2 separate regions of the Sus scrofa genome follow, and region 2 is linked to region 1. A link is a contact called in public HiChIP or PLAC-seq data. All regions are on one chromosome and are shown on one strand. Each heading gives the region's core, a stretch centred on a gene start, on an enhancer-like site or on the middle of the called end of the contact. The rest is flanking DNA. Distances are from core to core; before and after follow the strand shown. Region 1 holds the start of EXTL3 (exostosin-like 3). Region 2 overlaps INTS9 (integrator complex subunit 9).

Region 1 (5,924 bases), core at 2,510-5,009:
AGCAGTGTCTCAGGACCCCCATCCACACTGAGGATTCAATCCCTACGGACATTAATTTTTTTCGGAGTTTTCACACAGGCACACATCTGAAGAAACCCAGCCCACACCCATACAAGTTTTTACACATTCTAACCCCACCTCGGAGTTTGTCTATCTTCCCAAGACTGGAAGGATGAACCATGAGCTTGAAATTACTCTAGCACACACTCTCCCAATCAGGCTTCCCAAAGCCCAAGAGAGTCTAGGAGGTCTGGGAGAATGAGACGGAAACAAAAGAGTTTTGAAATAGATTGCTTCACGCAAACCTGGCTGCTCCACCTCTAATCGTTAGCAACGGTAAGACTACTCCTGTTGGCATTATTAAGAAAAGACTTCACCCCCACCCCCCAAAAAAGGACGGTCCGAAAGAGCACCCCTACCTTACTACACCGCCAGGTGGACCAGACTCCGAGGCTGGAGAGGGTGCGAGGTGAGCCGGGGTAGCTGAGGGCGGGAGTGGAGCACCAGCCGAAGACCGCGGCGGGCCTGGCCCCGCCCCCAGGAGCCCCGCCCCTCGGCCTCCCGCAAACCCCTCGGGCCCGGCAGCAGCAGCCCCTGCTCGGTTACCTCCCGAAGTGAGGACCCGAGCGCCCGGTGCATTGTGGGGAGCGGAGCCCGCCGCCGAGCCTGCGCTGACCCCTGGCGGGCGCTTCCCGAAAGCCGCCCCGGGCTCGAGGATGAGCCTGGGGAACCGGCCTAGGGAGGGGCAAGGCCGGGCACTTGGGAGGGACTGCAGCCAACTAGTCTGCGACGCGTGTCGCTCCCATCTCAAAGAGAAAAATAAACAGATGCTTTCAGAGTGCCTGGGGCCCCTCTCTAGTGGTGACATAAGTGCAAAACTAAGCAACTTTCGGTCTAGGAAAAGCTTTTCAAGCTAGGAAAAATAATTTTAAAATTGTACAGCTTAATGACATCAAGATTATGAAAAAACTTGCACCCTTGGTTTTTCGTTCTGGTGAAACCACAGACTGGTTCAATCTGTCTGGAGAGTATCAGTAAATGGGACAGGAAATACGAGATTGTGCAATAGAGGACTTTCTTTTCAGGGTGTATACCTCAAGGAAATACTTCAAATGGAGTAAAAATAAATTATACAAAGATATCCACAGTGAGAAATTAGGAAATAACAAAGTAATAATATGTAAAATGCAGAAAAATAATGCTATTTAAAGAAGAATATGAATGTCATCACTAAGTTGAAATATTTCTTCAAGTAATATTAAATGAAAAACACAGAATCCAGAGTTCTGTTGTGGCTCAGCCAGTTAAGAACTGGAGTAGTCACTGTGAGGTTGTGGGTTCCATCCCTGGCCTCCCTCAGTGGGTTGAGGATTCCTTGTTGCTGCAAACTTCTGTGTAAGTCTCAGATGTGGCTTGGATCTAGTGTTGCTGTGGCTGTGACGTGGGCAGCACCTGTAGCTCCAATTCCACCCTTAGCCTGGGAACTTCCGTATGCTGCAGTCGCCACCCTAAGAAGAAGAAAAAGAAAAGAAAAGAAAAGAAAAAAAAAACCATAGAACCCAAGAAAGTTTGTGACCAATGATTATAACTATGTGAAAAGATATGTGATGACATGTAAAAAGAAACTTTGGAGTAACGTAAATTTTTTTTTTTTTTTTTTTTTTGGTCTTACCTAGGGCCGCACCCACGGCATATGGAGGTTCCCAGGTTAGGGGGTCTAATTGGAGCTGTAGCCAGCCTATGGGCCACGGCTTACAGCAACACTGGATCCTTAACCCACTGAAGGAGGCCAAGGATCAAACCCACAACCTCATTGTTCCTAGTCAGGTTTGTTAACCACTGTTCCACGACAGGAACTCCTGGAGTAATGCAAATATTTTAGAGTTTAATGTGATTTAAGGTTCTTTCATTTCTATTGAATAATTTAAACATTTCTAATTTGTGGGGAATGGTTCTAATTTTGGATGGCATTGCATTTTTCAATTTTTCTTCACAATACATGATTTTTTAAAAAGTTGTCTAAAGAGAAACAAATTCTGAGGTTTTAGTGAACTAAGAGAGTTTTGCTTATATGCAAACCATAGGGGGGCACCAAAAAAGTAATTATCTTAGGGAGGGTATTTTGTTTGCTAGAGTTTCAAACTTCCCACAGACTGGGTGTCCCGAACAACAAAAAAATGTATCATCTCACTGTCTGGAGGCTAAAAGTCTGAGACCAAGGGGTTGCCAGGATTGGTCCCTTCTGAGAGCTGGGAGGGAAGAATCTGTTCCACCCACTCTCTTGGTTTTGCAGATATCTGTCTTTAGTTAAATAGTCTTCACCCCGAGTGCATGCCTGTGTACAATTTCCCCCTCTTATGAGGACACCAATCATACTGGCTTAGGGGCCCAACCTACTCCCGTATGACTTCATTTTTTTGGCTGCACCTGCAGCATATGCACATTCCCAGGCCAGGGATCAAATTCAAGCCACAGCTGTGATCTACACCACAGCTGTGGCAATGCCAGATCCTTAACCCGCCACACCACAGCAGGAACTCCCCAATATGATTTCATCTTAATCAAGTTTACTTGCAATGACCCTGTTCCAAATAAGGTCCCATTCTGAGGTGCCGGAGATTAGGACTTGAATCTATAATTTGGGGGTGGGGGGTGAGAATTAATAGGGAGAGAAGCTTGGGACTCAAAGTGTAATCTTATGAAAATGGCACCCACCCAATGACAAAATAATGGTAATAATATATAAAGTCTCAAATGTATCCAAACCCTGACAATTTAAACACAGTAAAGCCAAATCAATTACCACATTCTTCTTTCTGTCCTCTAACACCTTCCAGGCCTCTTCAGTGGGATCAAGGATGTTAGTGGAATAAGGAAGCCCCCAGCTTCACAGACAGTAGATCTGGTATGTCTGGCTTCCTGCAGGAAGGGCTTGGAGAAGGTGTGTCAGGTGCCTGGGAGGAGGTGGCCTGCCTGCATTTGAGCCTCAGCACAAGGGCAGAGAGGCCATGAGTGGAGGATTATAGGAAGCGGGGTCCTCATCACTGGGGGGCACACAGCATAGCCTCCTGGGAAGAACTCAGCTTTAGTTCTAGAGGCTAAGAGCCTCACAGCTTGGGAAGGGTGCCTGCAAAGGTGGAATCAGTCTTTCTGAGCGAGCCAGCCTCCCGCATTTAACCTCATCCATGGGTGGGATGAGAAGCTTTAAATCTTCACTGAGCCTGGTCACCTGCCTTCTGAAGTGATGGGGAGAAGATGTCAGAGAATGAAGCCCTGCCTGTTACTTGCAGAAGCTTTTGTTTGTTAATTCTTCTGAAAGTATCAGAAGCCCAATCAGAGGTGTGCTGATAAAACAGCTGGCCCTCCAGAAGAAAATCTCTGATTCGTGGTGTTTGTAGATTTCTGTGGTGTTTTCTCCTAGGGCTGATCTCAAGCTACCAACATGAGGTCACTGAACGCAGGGCTGGAGGCCAGCAGGCCACGTCACCAAGCCTGGAAAATGGCTTCACAGTCTCAAGCAGGGAGGCAGCCAGGGAGCCGCTTGAGCAGCCCAGGAAGGTGCAGGCAGAAGGGCAGCCCTTGTGGATTTGCAGCAGGGCCTCCAACTGGGCAACAGTGCTAGCAGGGAGCCCTGAGCAGGGCGGGTCTCAGTGAGAAACCGGGAACACACTCAGCCCCCAGGCAATGGGGATGGGGCAGGACAGGGAGTCTAAATTTAGGAGGAGGAAGTGCATTCTTTCTCTTTTTAGGGCTGAGCTCAGGGCATGTGGAAGTTCCCAGGCTAGGGGTTGAATTGCAGCTGTAGCCACTGGCCTATGCCACAGCCATAGCAACTCGGGGTCTGACCCACATCTGTGACTTACACCACAGCTCACGGCAACGCCGGATCCTTAACCCACTGAACAAGGCCAGGGATCGAGCCTGCGTCCTCATGGGTACTAGTCAGATTCCTTTCCGCTTCGCCATGATGGAAACTCCAGGAAGTGCATTCTTGCAGAGCTGAGAGAGGCCACCCCAGTCTGGGTAAGAGGAATAGGACAGGCAGCTTCAGAGCCCAAGTGGAGCAATGGGATTGTCCGCAGGCTGGAGGGCAACATCCCTCTTTCACTTCCCGTCTCTGGGCATCCCTCCCCTCCACAAGATGATCTTGCCAGAAAGAGAGGTTTAGGGTAGAGCTTCCAGGGTTCACATGAGGTCACTGGGCTAAATCCCACAAGGGCTTCCTCCCAGTTTAGGGACTTGGTACCAGGCTGAGCCGAGGAGAGGACACATGTGCTCATGTTAGACCCGGGAAAGCTTGTGCCAAGGCAGGTAACAAAACCAAGAGAAACCACTGGGTCTCCTGTCACTTAAGAATTACCTTAGGGACCCTGTATATGGTGCAGGCTAGGGCTGCACCTGGGCTACAGCCTAACCCAGCAGTTCACTCTGTTTTCAACATTGATCTTCTGCAGTGATCCCCCACACATGGTGATCTTTCTCATGGGCAAAGATGATCATACACATGTTCCTTTCTGCTTAAACACCTTTCCTTGGGTCAAGTTCACTCTCTTTTGCACAGGGCACAAGATCCGGCTTTCCCGGATCTGATATCTATTCATCTGCTGCTCTGCTCCTGATAACTTCACTTTATCTGGGTTCCCATTCCCAAACTAGCTATGTTTGCTTGATGCTAGGCCCTCATAGTTTCTTTTCCCTCTGAGTTTCTACTCTTTCTATGAGTCACTCCCATGCCAGGCAAGGATCTTGGATCACATCTATAGTTTTATTATTAAATCCTCGAGGGGTTTGAGGTGTTTTTTTTTAGGGCCGCACTGCAGCATATGGAGGTTCCCAGGCTAGGGGTCAAATCGGAGCTGCAGCTGCCAGCCTACACCACAGCCACAGCAACGCCAGATCCAAGCCATGTCTGTGACCTACCCAAGCTCATGCAACTGGATCCTTAACCCACTGAGTGGGGCCAGGGATTGAATCTGAGTGCTCATGGCTACTAGTCAGGTTTGTTACCACAAAGCCACAGTGTGAATTCCAACTTTCATGTTTTTTTAAACTTTCTTTTACTGTGGCAAAATATATGTAACATAAAATTTGCCATTTGGTGAACATCTCCTCAGAAAAGAAAATCATGGACTTGGAGAAGAGACTTGTGGCTGCCTGATGGGAGGGGGAGGGAGTGGGAGGGATCGGGAGCTTGGGCTTATCAGACACAACTTAGAATAGATTTACAGGAGATCCTGCTGAATAGCATTGAGAACTTGTCTAGATACTCATGTTGCAACAGAAGAAAGGGTGGGGGAAAAATGTAATTGTAACGTATACATGTAAAGATAACCTGACCCCCTTGCTGTATAGTGGGAAAATAAAAAAAAATATTAAAAAAAATTGCCATTTGAACCATTAAATGTAGTTTAGTGGCATTAATTTCACTGACAATGTACAACTATCACTATTTCTACTATTTTTCATCACCCTAAATGGAAACTCTGTACCTATTAAGCAATAACTGCCCCACTCCTTCCTTCACCAAACCTCCTTTAATGTCTAATTTACTTTCTGTCTCTATGAATTTGCCTATTCTAGGTATTTTCTATAAGAGGAATCACACAATAATTGTCCTTTTGAATCTGGCTTCTTTCACTTAGCATATTTTCAAGGTTCAGTCATGCTGTGTCCTGTGTTAGAATTCCATTCCTTTTCATGGCTGAATAATATTCCATTGTATGGATACACCACCTTTTATTTATCCATTCATCTGCTAATAAGACATTAGGGTTGGAGTTCTCGTTGTGGCACAGGGGAAGTGAAGCCAACTAGGAACCATGAGGTTGCAGGTTCAATATCTGGCCTCAGTGGGTTAAGTATCCTGCATTGCCGTGAGCTGTGGTGTAGGGACACAGATGCGGCTCAGATCTGGCGTTGCTGTG
Region 2 (5,924 bases), core at 2,215-4,714, 160 kb before region 1:
ATACCAATATTAATTTCTTAGTTCAACAAATGTATCAGGGTTATGTAAGATGTTAACTTAGAGAATAACAGGTGAAAGATTCGTGGGAACCCTGTCCTGTCTTTTCAACTTTCCTGTGAACCTACAATTACTCCAGAATAAGCTTATTTTTAAGGAAAAAATTTACTGAGGAATTTCAAAGGTTAAAAAATACGCTTACAAGAGACTTACGTCTTGAATACTCTGTAAGTGCTGGCTTTTATTCACAGCAAGTTTTACTGGCAGGAAAATTTTTAACTTCAGTATTTGGAATTTGCGCTGTTACCACTAGGTGGCAATAAATGCTACTGTGTTCCCTGGCTAATATGCTGATCTGTTTTTCCTCTTTAAAAGGCTTTGTCACAACAAACAGACTAAGGTGTATCTCCCAGAACCACCTTTTCCTCATGCAGAGGTAAGAAAATGGACTTACTGGGTCAGAGCAAGAAAGAAATATAGATAAATGGAGGTGGGTGGAGATAACACGTCATTAGATTTTAAAAAATCCAAAGGTAAACTGATACAGCCCTTTGCTTCCCTTGTAAGCTAGCAGTGAGGTACTCCAAGATTCATTGCTTTCTCTTCTTATTAACACATTATGTTAACAGTATGTTCTTCAGTAATAGCCTACCTCTGTTTCATTGAGCAAGTGGGGAATTTTTTTTTTTTTTTTTTTTTTTTGCTTTTTAGGGCCGCACACATGGCATATGGAGGTTCCCAGTCTAGGGGTCAAATCGGAGCTACAGCTGCCAGCCTATGCCACAGCCACAGCAATGCAGGATCCAAGCCGCATCTGCAACCTACACCACAGCTCATGGCAATGCCGGATCCTTAACCCTGAGCAAGGCCAGGGATCAAACCTGCAGCCTCATGGGTCCTAGTCAGATTCGTTTCTGCCACAATGGGAACTCCCAAGTGAGGAATTTTATTCTAATATCTACTGCTAACATTTTTTCATACAGATTTACTTGTCACAGTCCTTTTCACTGAGTTATGTCTGTCATGGGTATACATTTTTAATGATGAAAACAGTATTTCAGTTTAGAAAAAGAAAAATTCCCCCTTCCTCACAGAACCAGTGAGTGTTTTTATATGACTGAGTATGTGTCCAATTTTGTTTCCAATGTTTTTTTCACTGAACAGTGTGTCATGGACCTTTTTCTCTGTGTATCATTGTTATTATTGCTGCCTAATACTCCATAGTATATCATATGAACTTACTATTGGACAAAAGAGTTACTCCCAGTTTTTTGTTATATTTTTTTAAAAGGATGTTTAATTTGGTGTAACCACTTTAGGAAACTGACAGTCTCTGCTAAAGCTGAACCTAGGATCGTGACTCTGCTGTCCCTCAGCAGTTCCATCTCTAAAATCTGTCTAAATAGAAAGGCAGATGTGTCTCCCAGAAACCTGCACAGAAGTCTTCATAGCCCTCTTGGTAATTGTGCTAAAATGTAGCCAAATGCCCATCAACAGGTGAATGGATTTTGTGGTATATTCCTGTAGAGGAAAATCTTACATCAAAGAGAACGAAGGACCTCCAGGTATATGCAACAGTGTAGATAAATTTAACCAAATTTCACTAATGTAAAAAAAAAAAAAGCCAAATATAAAAGAGTAGATATGGTGTGATTTTTATTCATATGAAAGTTCAAACACACACTCATCTGTGATACTTGGGCCAGGATAGTGGTTATCCTGGGAGTGGCGGTCGGAGCACTAGAAGGGGACAAAGGAGGATTTGAGTAACCAGTGATACTGTTTCTTCATGTGCATATGGGAAAATGGAAGTTTCCAGTTTATAGAAATTTCAGCAAGTTTGGGATGTCTGTGCTGATATTTATGTATAGGGATATATTCATTGATTTATTTGTTATGCATTTAACTATTTGGCTCAAGAGTGAATTGCAACAGGAGTTCCCACTGTAACTCAGTGGGTTGAGAACCTGACTAGTATCCATGTGGATATGGGTTCAATCCCTGGCCTCACTCAGTGGGTTAAGGATCCAGCATTGCCACAAGCTGTGGTATAGGTTGCAGATGTGCCTCGGATCTGGCATTGCTGTGGCTGTGACATGGGCCTGCAGCTGCAGCTCCAGTTTGACCCCTGGCCTGGGAACTTCCATATGCTGCATGTGTGGCTCTAAAAAGTAAAATTAATGAATGAATAAATTAAATTTTTAAAAAAGTAAATTGCAACAAATGTCTTGCTATTTTTTTTTTTTTAATCTTTTGTCTTTTTAGGGCCGCACCCATGGCACATGGAAGTTCCCAGGCTAGGGGTCAAATCAGAGCTGTAGCTACCAGCCTACACCGCAGCCACAGCAACACAGGATCTAAACTGCATCTGCGACCTACACTGTAGCTCACAGCAGCACCATATCCTTAACCCACTGAGCAAGGCCAGGGATAGAACCCACATCTTCCTGGCTACTCATTGGCTTTGTTACCATTGAGCCACGATGGGAACTCTGCTAATTTTTTTACATTTGACTGTTTTCCTATTCTGAGGGACAGGTCTTTCATGAACCAGAATGTCAAGTGGAAGGTTTTGAGGAGTTACTTGCCATCCTCATACTCTCTTACAGTAGCAAAAGGTTTTTGGAAGCTCTGTCATTCCTACCATGAAATTCAGGCTAGAAATGTAATATTAGAAAATTAAATATAGCGAAACATACTTTGTGGTGGGCTTTGCCACTAAAAGTCTCTTTGCCTCTGCCCAAATAGCAATTAGCCGTTCTTTAGAACTTGTTCTTTAAGGGCGTTAACCACATTCTTACCCACATATATGTCACAGATGACTTCTGTTCCCATTACAGTTAGGAAATGGAAAGACCACAGTTGCTTGATCAGGGTTCCTGGAATTCACTTGTCAGTATTAGGGTGTGATGGAGGTGAGAGTCAGTATTATGTGACCGGTGCTCATAAGATATGGTTCTGCTCTTAGAGCTGCTAAAACATTGCTATACAGAATGCCTACCTCATGGCTTCATTGGTTATATGATTTGCACCTTAAATCAGCACAAAGGTAATGCTGGACAGTTAAAGGTAGTGAGTCAGCTGGAAAAGTAGATGCATTTACCCCCCCAACCCCTGCAAAAAAAAATGATGAATTTATCTTAGTTTGCCTAAAAAGTGACTTAAGTTGTGTGCAAAGACCTGCTGCTCTTCTTAGAATCCCATTCATTTCCTTGCCATCTATGGATACAGTAGAACTAGTCTCTTAGTGGGCTACTTGCCCATTTAACTGGGGCAAGTAATGATTTGGTCCAGTCAGTTTATAAAAAGAATGTCAATTTTGGAAGTTCTCACTGAGGTTAGAGAGACCCAGGAATGTCTCTCTGAGGATGTGGATTTGATTCCTGGCCTTGCTCAGTGAGTTAAGGATCTGGCATTGCTGCAAGCTGTGGCATAAGTTGCAAATGCAGCTCAGATCCAGTGTTGCCATAGCTGTGGCATAGGCCAGCAGCTGCAGCTCCAGTCTGACCGCAAGCCAGGAACTTCCATGTACCCCAGCGGTGGCTGTAAAAAAAATTTTTTTAAGTCTCCATTAAGTATGGTATTTGTACCAAAAGGTCGCATCTTTTGAGAAAATCACGTTGGAGGTAAAGAAATTTGGATCTTTGGCAATTCTCTTGTACTTTTAATTTTTTCCACTCACTTTCCCACACTCTGGTTTTCCCTTCCTAGGCAGGCTGACTCTTCATGTGCTTTTTGTACATGTTTTCTTCCAGCTCATCCAGACCAACAAGCTGAAGCACTACCCCAGCATCCACGGAGACTTCAGCAACGACTTCAGACAGCCATGTGTGGTGTTCACAGGACACCCGTCCCTCCGGTTTGGGGATGTGGTCCATTTCATGGAACTCTGGGGAAAATCCAGTCTCAACACCGTCATATTTACAGGTAAATAAACCAACAAACAAGACCCCGCCCTTTCCACTGGGACTGGCCCTGAACACCTGGTAGGATGTACCTATCAGGTAGAAACCCTGGGAGGATTTTGATGGTAAAATGTAAATATGAACACCTCTGTCATAAATACCAAAGGATAAGAAGACCAGAAGGGAAAGGGTAAGAGCCAAGCAAGACGCTCTGTTATTAGATCACTGCACGCTGGACGGAACGTTCACATCTGTTTTTATAGAGAGATTTCTGGTCTAGAACTGCTTTTGATAGGATTTTGTAAGCTGTCTGAGACCTACAGCGATTTAGTAACCAGCCTTGTTTTATCCTTTTGGAACTACTTCCTTTGGTTACAGTTTACTCTGGCTTACAGTTTTTCTTACGGAGATGAATCCCTCAGAATAACACTCATCCTTTAATGAGGGCAAGTTAGGGATTTTACTTAATCACTCTCTTGGTTTGTCAGTTCAAGGTCTTCAGCCTTGGGATTTGAAATTCTCATGAGCAATGAAGTAAAAAACCTTGATCTAGGAGTTCTTTTGTGGCACAGCAAGTGAGGGACCAGGCTCGAGGTGCTGCTGTGGTGTGGGTTTGATCCTGGCCCTGGAACATCCGCGTGTTGCGAGTGCGGCCCAAAAATAAACAAACAGACAAACAAAAAAACACCTTGATGTAAAATCTGTTCCAAGTTACTGTACCCTAAGCCTGGTTACTCATGTCTCTGAGCCCTAGTTTCCTCACTGCTGCAAACTGGAATTGTCGGCACATCTCTCTTTGGGCAGCTTTGTGCATCTAGTGGAACATTGCAGGGAAGCACTGTTTACAGTGCCTGGCACAAAAGGCTGTTGAGAGAGTACCAGTTGCCTTTTTAGAGTTTTTAATTACTCTTGAGATGTGAGTGATGGAGGAGAGTCTGGTTATGCCCAAAGCTTCCTGGCCACCAGAAACACACCCTAACTGACTCATTATGGTGAGGTGGCTTTGGAGAAGTGGGAGACATCCCCAGGGCAGGTTCAAAAGAGCTTCTTATGGGTTTGAGCCTCGTGTTAGGTGATTTTTGAAACAGTTCATTGTCTGAGTTGCGGGCCATCAGGATGCAGTTCTCTACTTGGATATCTTTTTTTGTTTGTTTTGTTTTGTTTTGTTTTTGTCTTGTCTAGGGCTGCACCTGCGGCATATGGAGGTTCCCAGGCTAGGGTCCAATCAGAGCTACGCCAGAGCTCACGGCCACACCGAATCCTTAACCCACTGAGCGAGGTCAAGAATCGAACCCGCAACCTCATGGTTCCTAGTGGGATTCTTTAACCACTGTGCCATGACGGGAGCTCCTCTGCTTGGATATCTTAATGATTCTTATCCAAGAGGCAAGAAGAACGGAGCCAGGATAGGGTAGTGTTTGCTTGTTTTGCGGTTTAGACAGTGTTGTGGTTTTGCATTCAGGCATGATCGTGGAGGGCTCTTATTTTTAATCCGTCATTGTCACTGAGTGGCTATATCTGAGGTCAGCACTGTGTGAGGTTATTTATGTCTAGTAGGGGGACACCATGGCCTGGCCATGAGTGTGGGAACGTTCAGAAGAGCAGCTCCTGGGGAGTCCCCTTTGTGGCGCAGTAGAAACAAATCCGACTAATATCCACGAGGATGCGGGTTCAATCCCTGGCCTCACTCAGTGGGTCAGAGATCCAGTGTGGCTGTTGCTGTGGTGTAGGCCAGCAGCTGGAGCTCCAATTCGACCCCTAGCCTAGGAACTTCCGTATGCCACAAGTGCGGCCCTAAAAAGCAAAAAAAAAAAAAAAAAAAAAAAAAAAAAGAAGAGCAGCTGCTGTGTGCTGCTGTTCACCCTCCCAGGCCCCCTTTTAGCCAAAGGCAGAGGAAGTCAGACCACAAGTCATTGATTTATGATACCCAGGACCTCACCATTGCCAAGTTCAGCCAAGCAGGAAGTTACCTGGAGAAAGTTGTCTATAGTAGGACCAAGGGGGTCTCTCTCCTGTTCTTTT

The links. HiChIP or PLAC-seq counts read pairs in DNA pulled down with a chosen protein or histone mark.
Region 2: a contact with region 1 is called in an H3K27ac HiChIP or PLAC-seq map of alveolar macrophages. The contact joins two enhancer-like sites. A contact is called at or near these places in 2 of 5 promoter capture datasets (fetal liver and liver), 22 of 47 Hi-C or Micro-C datasets (adipocytes, alveolar macrophages, blood and 14 more) and 2 of 2 datasets of contacts at active chromatin or transcription factors (alveolar macrophages and skeletal muscle).

What each region holds. Positions count from the first base shown.
Region 1 is chr14:12,432,201-12,438,124 of Sscrofa11.1, reverse strand. It overlaps EXTL3 (exostosin-like 3), which reads right to left and starts at 574. Exons shown (of 7, transcript XM_021074090.1): 1 at 420-574. Within about 2 kb of position 3,759, at least 6 of the 83 cell types and tissues checked have an H3K27ac peak or open chromatin away from gene starts, as enhancers often do. A contact at or near this core is called in alveolar macrophages, where this site is marked.
Region 2 is chr14:12,592,216-12,598,139 of Sscrofa11.1, reverse strand. INTS9 (integrator complex subunit 9) reads left to right here. Exons shown (of 17, transcript XM_001928998.7): 11 at 373-433; 12 at 3,753-3,924. Among named protein-coding and RNA genes, the nearest start is that of INTS9, 97 kb to the left of the region's middle. Within about 2 kb of position 3,464, at least 1 of the 83 cell types and tissues checked has an H3K27ac peak or open chromatin away from gene starts, as enhancers often do. A contact at or near this core is called in alveolar macrophages, where this site is marked.